Linked DNA regions of Zea mays: region 2 is linked to region 1. A link is a contact called in public Hi-C data. All regions are on one chromosome and are shown on one strand. Each heading gives the region's core, a stretch centred on a gene start, on an enhancer-like site or on the middle of the called end of the contact. The rest is flanking DNA. Distances are from core to core; before and after follow the strand shown. Region 1 overlaps LOC103639480 (a long non-coding RNA gene). Region 2 holds the start of LOC542022.

Region 1 (5,581 bases), core at 374-2,873:
TATTTATGCATGTTTCATTGCTGTTTACTGCTTATGCGAGTAGTTATACACACATGCATATACATGTCATTACATATATCGCACTGATTATCTGGATTAAATTAAAACTAAAAATGCCTAACTTTCTAACAGTACCGTGGGATTTTTCTCCAGAGGGATCACGTTTCCCTCGTCTCCGTATAGGACCAGTTGCTCCCGTACACGTCGTCTCCCACCCAGTTCACTCGCTATCTCGGAGCCAGCTTTCCAAGCTAAACTGAACCATGGCTACATACTGTGCTTTTTCAGCTTTAACAGCGTGTTTCTCCAACCACATTATAGTATTCCTCTCAATAAGCACCCATTTTGCATGGTTACCCCTGCTTCTCAAGAAGAAGAAAAAAAAAGGCACAGACAGCTTTGTCCGGTATCACTAGATCATTATCGTATCGTACCGAAAAGTTCTTCCCATCCTGTCAGCAGGAATCATGGCGGAGGACGACGATGAGGCTGATCTTTTCCCACTACTACTACTACCAGAGGAAGCAGGACCCGAAATATCTTGGACTGATACAACGCCTCACACTTTTTTTTTTGTTTTTTTGTTTTTGAGTTGTTTGAGCAGCACTGTGGACATCATATCGTTGGGGACGAAGACAAGATTGGCAGGACACCCGAGATAGTACGTACAACTGTGAGCTTGTTTTCAGTGGGACCGGGGCAGGCAGAACCAAGGCTAGCAAGTGTTTTTATGGGACAGCAGGGGGTCTATCCCTACCAGGACTTTTTACGAAGATAAAAACAGAAGTTACAACAAACAAAAGAAGAAGAAACCAAGCAAGTTCATGGTTTCAGACTACCCTAAACCCTTATTATCGCAGCGAAGGATCGGAACAGTGTATGTGTATATGCATGCAGATGAAGATCTGAAGGATGCCTTCGTGTGATTCCTGCAATCTATGGAAGAAGGGAAAAAAAAAAGAACACCGTGATGATGACTGGCATTCTGAAGTCTGAACCATAACGCGCACTGATTGGACGCGGATAGGAGATGCGGGGCATGATGAGACCAAAAGGTTGGAGGAAAAGAGGCCGAGCAGCGGCTGCTAGTGGTGGAGCCCGCGACCTGGAGGCCGTGGCGAGGTCGAACTCGACACGTATGGGCCGGCATGGATCCAGGAAGATTATTACTCCCTCCGTTTCTTTTTATTTGTCGCTGGATAGTGTAAAATTGCACTATCCAGCGACAAATAAAAAGAAACGGAGGGAGTATAATATTACGCGGGCACTAAGCCACTAATCAGAGTGATCACGCGGGAGTATGCGCTCTCGCCGTGAAGCTAATCCTGAAGCTGCTCCCCTTTTTCTTTTCCCCAATTCCAAAGGAAAAGCCTGGATGCTGATTAGCAGAATTCAACAGAATACAGGACGGGACTGAACCGCCGCCCATCCAATCGCGTTGATCCGTCATCGTCCCGTCCGGCCGGCCGCGACGCAAACGCAAATGAGTGAGTGGCTCCTGCACTAACCGAGAGCTTCTGCATCATGAATTACCATATCATTGCATGCGCCTAACCCCGCCGTACTGCGTGCACAACGTTGGCTTTGCTCCTCCGTGCCGTGCCGTCAGATCAGCCTGTCGTCTTCGCTTTCCTGTGCCGCCCGATAGTGAAGGGAAGGGAAGGGGGACCGGACGAGGATAGTTGCGCGTGCTATGTGTGCGTTTCACGCTTGGCTAGCTGCAGTGTACCTCTTCGTAACAGCGTGCTACGTGTGCATTTCACGTTTGGTTACTGTTTCGTTCTATGTTCGTCCTGTACACGGCTGCCATCTGACTGTGCCTTTCGTTCTCCTTCAACAGTGGCCCTTCCATAGGGGTGTCTGTGTCTTTCGTGGTATGTTCGTTGTATGTTCGTGCTGCAATCATTTGAATTATGTGTTTGCAGTTGGGCATTTGATCCCCAAGGAGGCAGTAAACAACACTACACTGCATGTATTTAAGCGAGCCAACAAGGGGGGTATCCTTTCACTGTCCATAATTCAAATGATTTCAGAAAAAACCGCAACTCGTGCGCTTGGTTGATGTCACCGTTGCACTAATCTTGAAACCAACTTCAGTAGTTCTACCAATACCGTCTACATGAGCAAGCAGACACCTAATATTGGACCAATACTTTTGGTCGTGATTCTAGCAACACAACTGTCTCTAGAGAGTCTAGATGCACTTCAACTGTCCCAAAAATGAAGCAAGAACAAATCCACTTCTAACAAAAAACAGGGAGACAACAGCAAAGCAATCTAGCTCCGCTACTATCCTTTGTTGTCAGCCTGCAGACGGTGGGAAGCACCTTAAGTGTGTACTGTTACGCCGCTTAGTTACCAAAATCTTGAGTATCCCAAGTCAAATATACCTAAATGTCACGTGCCATGACTGACAAAACATGTAAACTAAGATGTTAGAATATCCTAGACATTGAAGATGCAGAATTGCAGATGAATCTTGTCTCTTCTTCCTGGATTGAGGCTGTCCTGCATTTGCATTAGCAAGAACAGAAATAGAAGCGTTCAACAAAGAGTAGAGCCTCCAAAACATTTACTGCGATCATTTTGTTGCCGGTTTCAGTATGGTTCAGATAAGCATAATCAACCAGCGTGGCTCCCTTAGGTAGGTTTTTAATCTACTTGTAACAGCGTATTTAGAGCCTCCAAAATAGTCCATGCTATTAAATAATATCTCCACAGTTCATTGCCTCACCTTGCCTTTAGGAGTAAACACAAAGACACGGCTTCCTAGAAGATCTCTGGTGATAGTATCAACAAATTCTCTAGAACTCATATTACCAACAAATAACTCTTCTCGCCCCTCGTGGATTGCATTGAGGTAACCAACCTATGAAAGATGGTATGTATTAACTTTTTTCTCAAACGCACCGTGTTACAATATTTAAAGCGGAAATATTATAAGCTTTATAAAGCATTAGTATGATTAGATTCGATAAAGTATAGTACCCTTACAGCAAAGCCTGTGTTGTTCAAGCATATTATGTTCCCCATGGCATTTCTCCCGCTTGATATTCCAAGCCGAACAGGTCAAAGCTACCCCTCGTCCACTGTATGTGCAACAATGCCTCTTCCTGCTATTAAATCCATATCTTCTGTTCTTATCTGCAATACAGTTGGAATTTTAAACATATCACAATCAGTAATAGGATGAAAATAAATTCTTTTTTTGATGTTTGCGCATTTCAATTTAACAAATGACTAGGCAACATTACCTGAACTTCCAAATGGAACAAATGGTATCACTATTGTGTGTAGACTTTGGTACCCATTAGGTTTTGGAGTTGCAATGTAATCTTCCACCTGTTGGCATAATCTATTGTTAGAAAAATGGTATATTTCACAAAAGAACATTAAATACGACGAAAATAAGATAACTCATAGCTTGAGGAATGGGTATCCATATGCCATGAACAAGGCCAAGAACATGATATCAGATCTGAATTGAATTGAACATACTTGTGAGCCAATGACAAATCCACTGTATAAGCACTATATTAATTTGTTGTTAGTGGTACCTGTTGTGCAGTGCATAATGGCCCAACACCACTGCAGAATTTTGGTTTTATGATGATCCTCAACTAAGAAAATAATGTAAGGTTCATTATTTCACAACTAGCAATATATTTAGAGTAATATAAATAACATGAATATGAAAAAAAAAATACCTGGGCAACCTGATTCACCTCATTTATTTGTTAGATTCACCTCATTTTTTTGAACTCTTGGATTTGAGTGTAGTTTTGTAAATGCTGAAAGATGGCTCAACTAATAAATAATCCACCAAATAAACAACCTTAAATCATATTTCAAAGTAAGAACCACATAACACTCACACCATTATTATAATAATAACTTTTGGTTTAAAATGTAACTGAGACGCACAACTAAGCAAATGAGCAGGCAACCGTACCACGAAGTATTCACATTATGGAGTGATTTTTAGTCAACAACAAATATGGTTCACTGGCTAACCTTTTGTGTCAAAGAAAAAACTAAAAAATGTGTAGCAGACCGGTTAATTGTATGATCTCATAAGAAATGAGTTGGAAAACTGTGTAAGAAATATCTAGGGAAAGCATGCTAGCACAACACTACAACAAGCAGAAATGGTGTTATAGTATGATAATTCAATCCCTAATAAAAATAGATAAACTTCTCTTTGGAGTCTGAAGCCAGTAGCACTTTTAGTTTAATGAGATGGCAATGGCATGCACTCACCTGTAGAGCTTTTTGTAAACTGAGCGCGCTTCTGTTTCAAACACTAACAAGATCGAGGAACTGATCCTTAACAATCTTTTGCCTTAAAATTTTATTTGCCTGGAATTGAAGAATCTCAAATTCATGTCATCCATTGCAAACATGAGAAAATGGAATTGGATCATGCAGTATCAACCATAACTTAAAAGCGCTACCAAACAAACACAACACCTCTTCCAATTCATGTTTATGGGCCTTGTATAAGTCTTCAACTCTTTTCCTTAGTTCAGCAAATCTAGTGGGGTTAACGTACATGAAGAATAGATATTCTTGCTCAGAATATAAGGACAAGAGCTGCTGGTCGAAGGGAAGGGAGAACTGGTAGTAAAACTTTAGGATATAAGAACTTTTTCTTCATAAATGCATATATACACATAGAATGATATACGGATATATGCCTACATGAAAAGAGAAATGCATGAAACAAAATATTTTTTACATGGATAAAAGTAGCAGTACAAGATCACGTATTGCAATAAAAATGAGAGCATGCATGAAAAAGTAAAGATTCTCGAAGAAAAGACAAATAATGCATTGGCTTTACAGCCAAGTCAACCAACAACCATGTTGGGAGCCGTAGAATGAGGCTCACAGACTCTGTGCTATTAATGGTACTCTTTAGCAGAAGAGAGATCAACCTTGCATAGTTGTAGCCTTCAACCTAAAGGTAAGATTTCTGCGTGTTTGGAGCAGCCTTTGTCTTCTTCAAAGAAGCAGTAGGAGGAGTCACTGCACTCGTATCCGACGACAAACTCTTGATAAGTGTATAAAGTGTCTTAGTATTTGATAGTCCTCTATCCTTTCACAAAATAAGTCGGTCTTACTTCTGACACAAATGCATACAATTCTAAAGATTCAGAGAAAGCATGAACCATAAAGAAAATCTTATATTCAGATTCATCAAAATATATTATAAAAATGGAATAGGTTAAAATGATAAGAATCAAACTGACGTATTTTGAACATGACATGGACTAACTGATGGGTGAATCTGTTGACCCTTGCCCATATATTTCATATAGTCATTTTGACAAACACTTGACATGCAGACACCATTACAGTTCATGTTTGAAGTAATGGAGCGATTGGATTTCATCCTGTTACTACAATCTATACGAAATAAAAAAGAATTTGGTTAGGGGAAGTCAGAGGATAGGAACACTGAAGTTAAGATGTGGATAGGGAGATGGATCAGAAGGGGCCTACCTGCTATGATGTCATGCCGAAGCGATGTGACGACGGATGGGGTGAAGTAGGGGATTTTTTTTGCTTTTTAGTTTTT
Region 2 (5,984 bases), core at 1,504-4,003, 66 kb after region 1:
TCGTTGGATTTGTCATCTTTTGGCTCGTTGACGAAGGACTCCTTTTCCTTGTCGTTGATCACGATTCCCTTCCCCTTAGGATCCATCTCTTCGGGCGGTTAGTCCCTTTCTTGAAGAGAATGGCTCCGATACCAATTGAGAGCACCTAGAGGGGGGGGGGGGTGAATAGGTGATCCTGTAAAACTTAAACTTATAGCCACAAAAACTTGTTAAGTGTTAGCACAATAAATGCCAAGTGGCTAGAAAGGAGTCTCAACAAAACACAATACCACAAGAGATCAATCACAGAGACGACACAGTGGTTTATCCCGTGGTTTGGCCAAGACCAACGCTTGCCTACTCCACGTTGTGGCGTCCCAACGGACGAGGGTTGCAATCAACCCCTCTCAAGCGGTCCAAAGACCCACTTGAATACCACGGTGTTTTGCTTGCTTTTTCTCAATCCCGTTTGCGAGGAATCTCCACAACTTGGAGCCTCTCGCCCTTACAATTGAAGTTCACAAAGAACACAGAGCAAAGGGGGAATGAGCAACGCACACAAGACTTCAAAAGATCAGAGCAACAACACGCACACAAGTCGCAACAAGAGCTCGCAACACAACTCAAAGAGTTCGCAACTCAACAAGAGCTCTAGATGCTATCACAATGAAACGAATGCGTGAGATCGATGTCTTGGTGCTTAGGAATATTGTAGGAATGCTTGGTGTGCTCCTCCATGCGCCTAGGGGTCCCTTTTATAGCCCCAAGGCAGCTAGGAGCCGTTGAGAGCAATTCTGGAAGGCTGATCTTGCCTTCTGTCATCGGGCGCACCGGACACTGTCCGGTGCTCGATTTCTTTCCTTAAACGGCGCAGTCGACCGTTGCAGATCTAGGAGCCGTTGGCGCACCGGACAGTCCGGTGCACACCGGACAGTCCGGTGCCCCCTTCCGACCGTTGGCTTGGCCACGTGTCCCGCGCAGATCGCGCGGCCGACCGTTGGATCGGCCGACCGTTGGCTCACCGGACAGTCCGGTGCACACCGGACAGTCCGGTGAATTTTAGCCGTACGCCGTCGGTGAATTCCCGAGAGCGACCACTTTGCTCGAGGCAGCCTGGCGCACCGGACACTGTCCGGTGCACCACCGGACACTGTCCGGTGCACCACCGGACAGTCCGGTGCTCCAGACCGAAACAGCCTCTTGGCTGAACACAGCCAACTCCCCTCTTTTCTTCTTCTTCCTGTTTCTGATACTTAGACAAGTATATTAGTACACAAAACCAATGTACTAAGACATGGAAACATACCTTTGCTCCTGATTTGCACTTTGTCCATTCATGGGCATAGATTTACATTTAAGCACTTGTGTTGGCACTCAATCACCAAAATACTTAGAAATGGCCCAAGGGCACATTTCCCTTTCAGTCAGGCCCGGCCTCAGGCACCATAGGAAACTCCGCTCCACCCGACCCAGGGCTCGGACTTGGGCTAAGCCCCTGAAGACGGCGAACTCCGCTCCGCCCGACCCAGGGCTCGGACTCAGGCTAAGCCCCGGAAGACGGCGAACTCCGCTCCGCCCGACTCAGGGCTCGGACTCGGGCTAAGCCCCGGAAGACGGCGAACTCCGCTCCGCCCGACCCAGGGCTCGGACTTGGGCTAAGCCCCTGAAGACGGCGAACTCCGCTCCGCCCAACCCAGGGCTCGGACTCGGGCTAAGCCCCGGAAGACGGCGAACTCCGCTCCGCCCGACCCAGGGCTCGGACTTGGGCTCAGCCCCGGAAGACGACGTACACCGCTTCGCCCGACCCCAGGGCTCGGACTCAGCCCTGGCCTCAGCCGACGGTCTCCGCCTCGCCCGACCCAGGGGCTCGGGCTCGACCACGGCCGCGGAAGACAGACTCGACCTCGACCTCGGAGGAGCCTCCACATCGCCCAACCTAGGGCGCGGACCGACCACGTCGACAGGAGGCGCCATCATTACCCTACCCCAAGCTGACTCAGACTACGGGGAACAAGACCGGCGTCCCATTTGGCTCGCTCCGCCAGATAGGCAATGATGGCGCCCCGCACGCTCCCTGACGACTGCGGCTCTCGGCCCCCTTACGGAAGCAAGAGGACGTCAGCAAGGACTCGACAGCCCCGACAGCTGTCCTTCCGCCAGGCTCCAGCGCTCCTCCGACGGCCACGACACCACACGAACCGGGTGCCAAAACCTCTTCGGCTGCCACGACGGCGTGTACTTAGGGCGCTAGCTCTCCTTCGCTAGACACGTAGCACTCTGCTACACCCCCCATTGTACACCTGGATCCTCTCCTTACGCCTATAAAAGGAAGGATCAGGGCCCTCTTACAGAGGGTTGGCCGCGCGGGGACGAGGACGAGACAGGCGCTCGCGTGAGGCCGCTCGCTCCCTCTCCCGCGTGGACGCTTGTAACCCCCTACTGCAAGCGCACCCGACCTGGGCGCGGGACGAACACGAAGGCCGCGGGATTTCCACCTCTCTCACGCCCGTCTCCGGCCACCTTTCTCCCCCCTTCTCGTTCGGCCTCGCGCCGACCCATCTGGGCTGGGGCACGTGACGGCATTTCACTCATTGGCCCGGGGACCCCCGGTCTCGAAACGCCGACACTCACTCTATGAATTTGAGATAGACTTATATGATAACTTTAGAAAGTAGTGAAATGTCACATTCTAAAAAATAGCCAATTCCAATAGTAAAATTCTAATTTCTCAAAATGAAAGAAAATAAAAGGGACATACTCATAGAGATTGTTGTAAAAGACATAGAATACGATGAAATTTAAAAGTGAAACGAATTCTCCGAGAATAACCGGTGACCGGGATAAGGGTTCGTATCTGGCTCGGTCTCTGCCATCTCCAACCTCGAGAGCCCACCAAACCCAAAGCCCAGGCCTCTCCGTCCCCAATCCCCCATCCGGCTTGCCCCCCATGTCGTCGCAGTGCCCCTACTGCCGCGCGTCGGGGCCGGCGCGGTGCGCGACGACGCAGCCGCCGCTCTCGCGCGCCGTCTCCGAGTGCTCCGCCTGCGCCCGAATCGTCCTCGAGCGCCACCTCCACACGCACCCCTTCTTCCCCCTCCTCCCCTCACTCCATCCGCTCCCCCTTGTCACCCCCGACCTCGCCACAGCCATCGATCCCGCCCCGTCTCCTTCCCCCGGCGACGAAGATGACGAGGACCCCTTTCTCCCCGCGGGCTTCGTCTCCGCCTTCTCGGCTTTCTCCCTCGAGCGCCACCCCGTCCTCGCCCGCTCCGCCTCCACCTTCTCTGGACACCTCGCCGAGCTCGAGCGCGCGCTCGCTGTCGACTCCGCCACCGCGGCCTCCAACCCGGACCCCGCCGGCCCCATGGTCTCCGTCGACAGCCTCCGCGCCTACCTCCAGATCGTCGACGTCGCCTCCATACTCAGGCTCGACAGGGACATAGCGGATCACGCTTTCGAGCTCTTCAAGGATTGCTCGTCCGCGACTTGCCTCAGGAATCGGAGCGTCGAGGCGCTCGCGACCGCCGCGCTCGTGCAGGCTATCCGCGAGGCGCAGCAACCACGGACGCTGCAGGTTGGTCTGTGATTCGCACACGCACACGCACACGCACACCATGTGTTTATTCTAATGCTCTAGTGCAGCAAAGTTGGGTGTGCCTAACCGCGATAGCATAAGCATGCGTGTCTTCAAACAATTCATATTTTGGACTGGTTATATGGATAATTATAGTTTTGGAAACATAAACCTTGCTCTGTTTATTTCATGGAATTGGGGATGCTGTGAGTAAACTAAAAAATGCTAATGGTTTCAATTCCAAAGATATGCTACTTTCCAGCATATTAAGGGCATGTTTGGTTTGATGCCTGAGTTGCCACAATTTGCCTAACTTTTCTGCCTAAGTTTAGTTTTTCAATTCGAACGACTAACCTTAGTCAAAGTGTGGCACATTTAGACACGAACCAAACAGCCCCTAAAATAGCCTACCAAAGCATCACTTCAATCAGATCACCCGATCCAGTGTCCCTTTTTATCCATCATAGGAACCACGATGTTGTGCGCGCCATTAACATTGATGGAAGAAAAAACAAATCAAGTTATCCCACTGTATGTAGACTGATGGTGTATCTAGTACTTATTAGGATATCTTTAACCCCGTTGGGAATACATGAATTCATCCCGAACGATTTTAAAGATGCTTTGTTGACAGCCAATGAACCAAATGATTGTCAGCTCGGTTATGTTCGGTCTTTTGTCCCACAAGCACTTAGTGTAGAAGTAGAATGCATTTTCATTTAATGCTATGTTGTTGATTAGAACTGAGTCACCTTCTGCGGTTCTGCCTGCTACGTAGCCAAGAAATCTCTACGCTAGCAAGCTTCCTCAGAAACAAATAGCAGGAAAAAACTTTTAAAATACCTGTGAAATATCGGAAACTTGGTATACTATTCATGTCACACTAATTTTATCAATGATAACCAGTTCACCTTCTGTTCTCACGTGGACAGGAAATCTCTACTGCTAGCAATCTTCCTCAAAAGGAGATAGGAAAATACATCAAAATACTCGGCGAATCTCTGAAACTGAGTCAACCACTTAACAGCAACTCAATAGCTGTTCATATGCCCAGATTTTGCAGCTTGCTCCAGCTGAATAAATCTGCTCAGGTATCAGATTATCTAAACAACATGTTAATGAAGCATTATGCCAAAAACCAATATCCGTTTTTAATATATTGTACGTCGACTCTTCAGGAACTTGCAGCTCATATTGGTGAGGTGGTTGTTAATAAGTGCTTCTGCACACGGCGGAATCCCATAAGTATATCTGCTGCTGCTATCTACCTTGCATGTCAGCTTGAAGACAAACGCAAAACTCAGGCAGAGATCTGTAAGGTTACGGGCCTCACGGAGGTCACACTACGCAAAGTGTACAAAGAACTGTTGGAGAATTGGGATGATTTGCTCCCCCCTGACTATACACCTGCCACACCACCAGAGAAAGCTTTTCCCATGACCAACATTTACTCAGGGCGCTCAGCGAGTGGCAAGGATATGTATCAGGATAAGATATTCGAGAGTATTAAGCAAAAATGCCCTGAGCCTGCAGAGCCTGACCACATGGTCGTGGTGAAAGAAGAGGGAGACAAGAAAACAGCTGCTCTTGGCCGTCCGCCTACAAAACTTGACCATCCTGAGTTAGGCAAGGTGTTCCGGCCACCAAATGCCCCTTTCTCAACATCTCCTAAATCTGATCGTGACAAAACGGAAACTAGCTTACGTGGATTCAACCTTAATGAGGTATCATGTGCAATGGACTCTGATAGAACAGACATCACAGTGAAACCAACTTTTGGTGATCGATTGTCAAATGATCCCAATGCGAATCCATCTCCCAACAGGCAGCCTTTACCCTGGCAGCTTAAGCAAGGGGCGCCTGCAACTGCTCCATCATATTCAAGGCTTCGCGAGCAGCAGTCGGGCCTGGATCTTGTAGCTGCTCTGAAGGGGGTTGGGAAAAGGAGTCCTGGGGATAGTGATGTCCGGGATAAAGAAGGGAAGTGAATAATTGGTGCTTTGTAGATGGGGAACGACTATTAAGTGTTAAATTTGCAACTATGGTCGGATCACGATCCAAAGTTCCAGAGGACTCGCACACCTAAGTCTTGCTTGCACAACGTTGTTGCTTTGTAGATGTATGTCTGTAGTAGAGTTAGTTTAGCCACCTCTATGGCTCAATCACTCTGTATTTCTTTTGCCTCATGCCGGGGCTGTGAAATGTCATTTCAGGCGCATTAGCTTCTGTTGTAAAATTTTACTAGTGTTTATGAATTATTTATCTGACTAAAGAGGTGTTTACTTTTTAGGAACTAATTTTTAATCTTTCCATTTTATTCCATTTTAATCCCTACATTGTTAAACACTGAAACTAATACTTTATTTTAGTTTTTGTATTTGGCACTTATGGACTAAAATGAAATAAAATAGAAAGACTAAAAATTAGTCTC

The links. A called contact is a pair of places that touch in the nucleus more often than the background predicts.
Region 2: a Hi-C map of leaf shows a contact between it and region 1, with 6 times the contacts expected there. The contact joins the promoter of LOC542022 here to the enhancer-like site in region 1. A contact is called at or near these places in 3 of 25 Hi-C or Micro-C datasets (ear, leaf and tassel).

What each region holds. Positions count from the first base shown.
Region 1 is chr9:155,076,123-155,081,703 of Zm-B73-REFERENCE-NAM-5.0, forward strand. LOC103639480 (a long non-coding RNA gene) reads right to left here. Exons shown (of 9, transcript XR_004852856.1): 1 at 5,506-5,581; 2 at 4,938-5,409; 3 at 4,261-4,359; 4 at 3,708-3,791; 5 at 3,558-3,620; 6 at 3,255-3,342; 7 at 2,995-3,144; 8 at 2,735-2,869; 9 at 1,983-2,508. Among protein-coding and RNA genes, the nearest start is that of LOC103639480, 3.0 kb to the right of the region's middle. Within about 2 kb of position 1,624, at least 19 of the 20 cell types and tissues checked have an H3K27ac peak or open chromatin away from gene starts, as enhancers often do. A contact at or near this core is called in ear, leaf and tassel, where this site is marked.
Region 2 is chr9:155,141,412-155,147,395 of Zm-B73-REFERENCE-NAM-5.0, forward strand. LOC542022 reads left to right here and starts at 2,754. Exons shown (of 3, transcript NM_001305845.1): 1 at 2,754-3,553; 2 at 4,486-4,644; 3 at 4,732-5,984. The coding sequence starts at 2,771. The coding sequence ends at 5,541.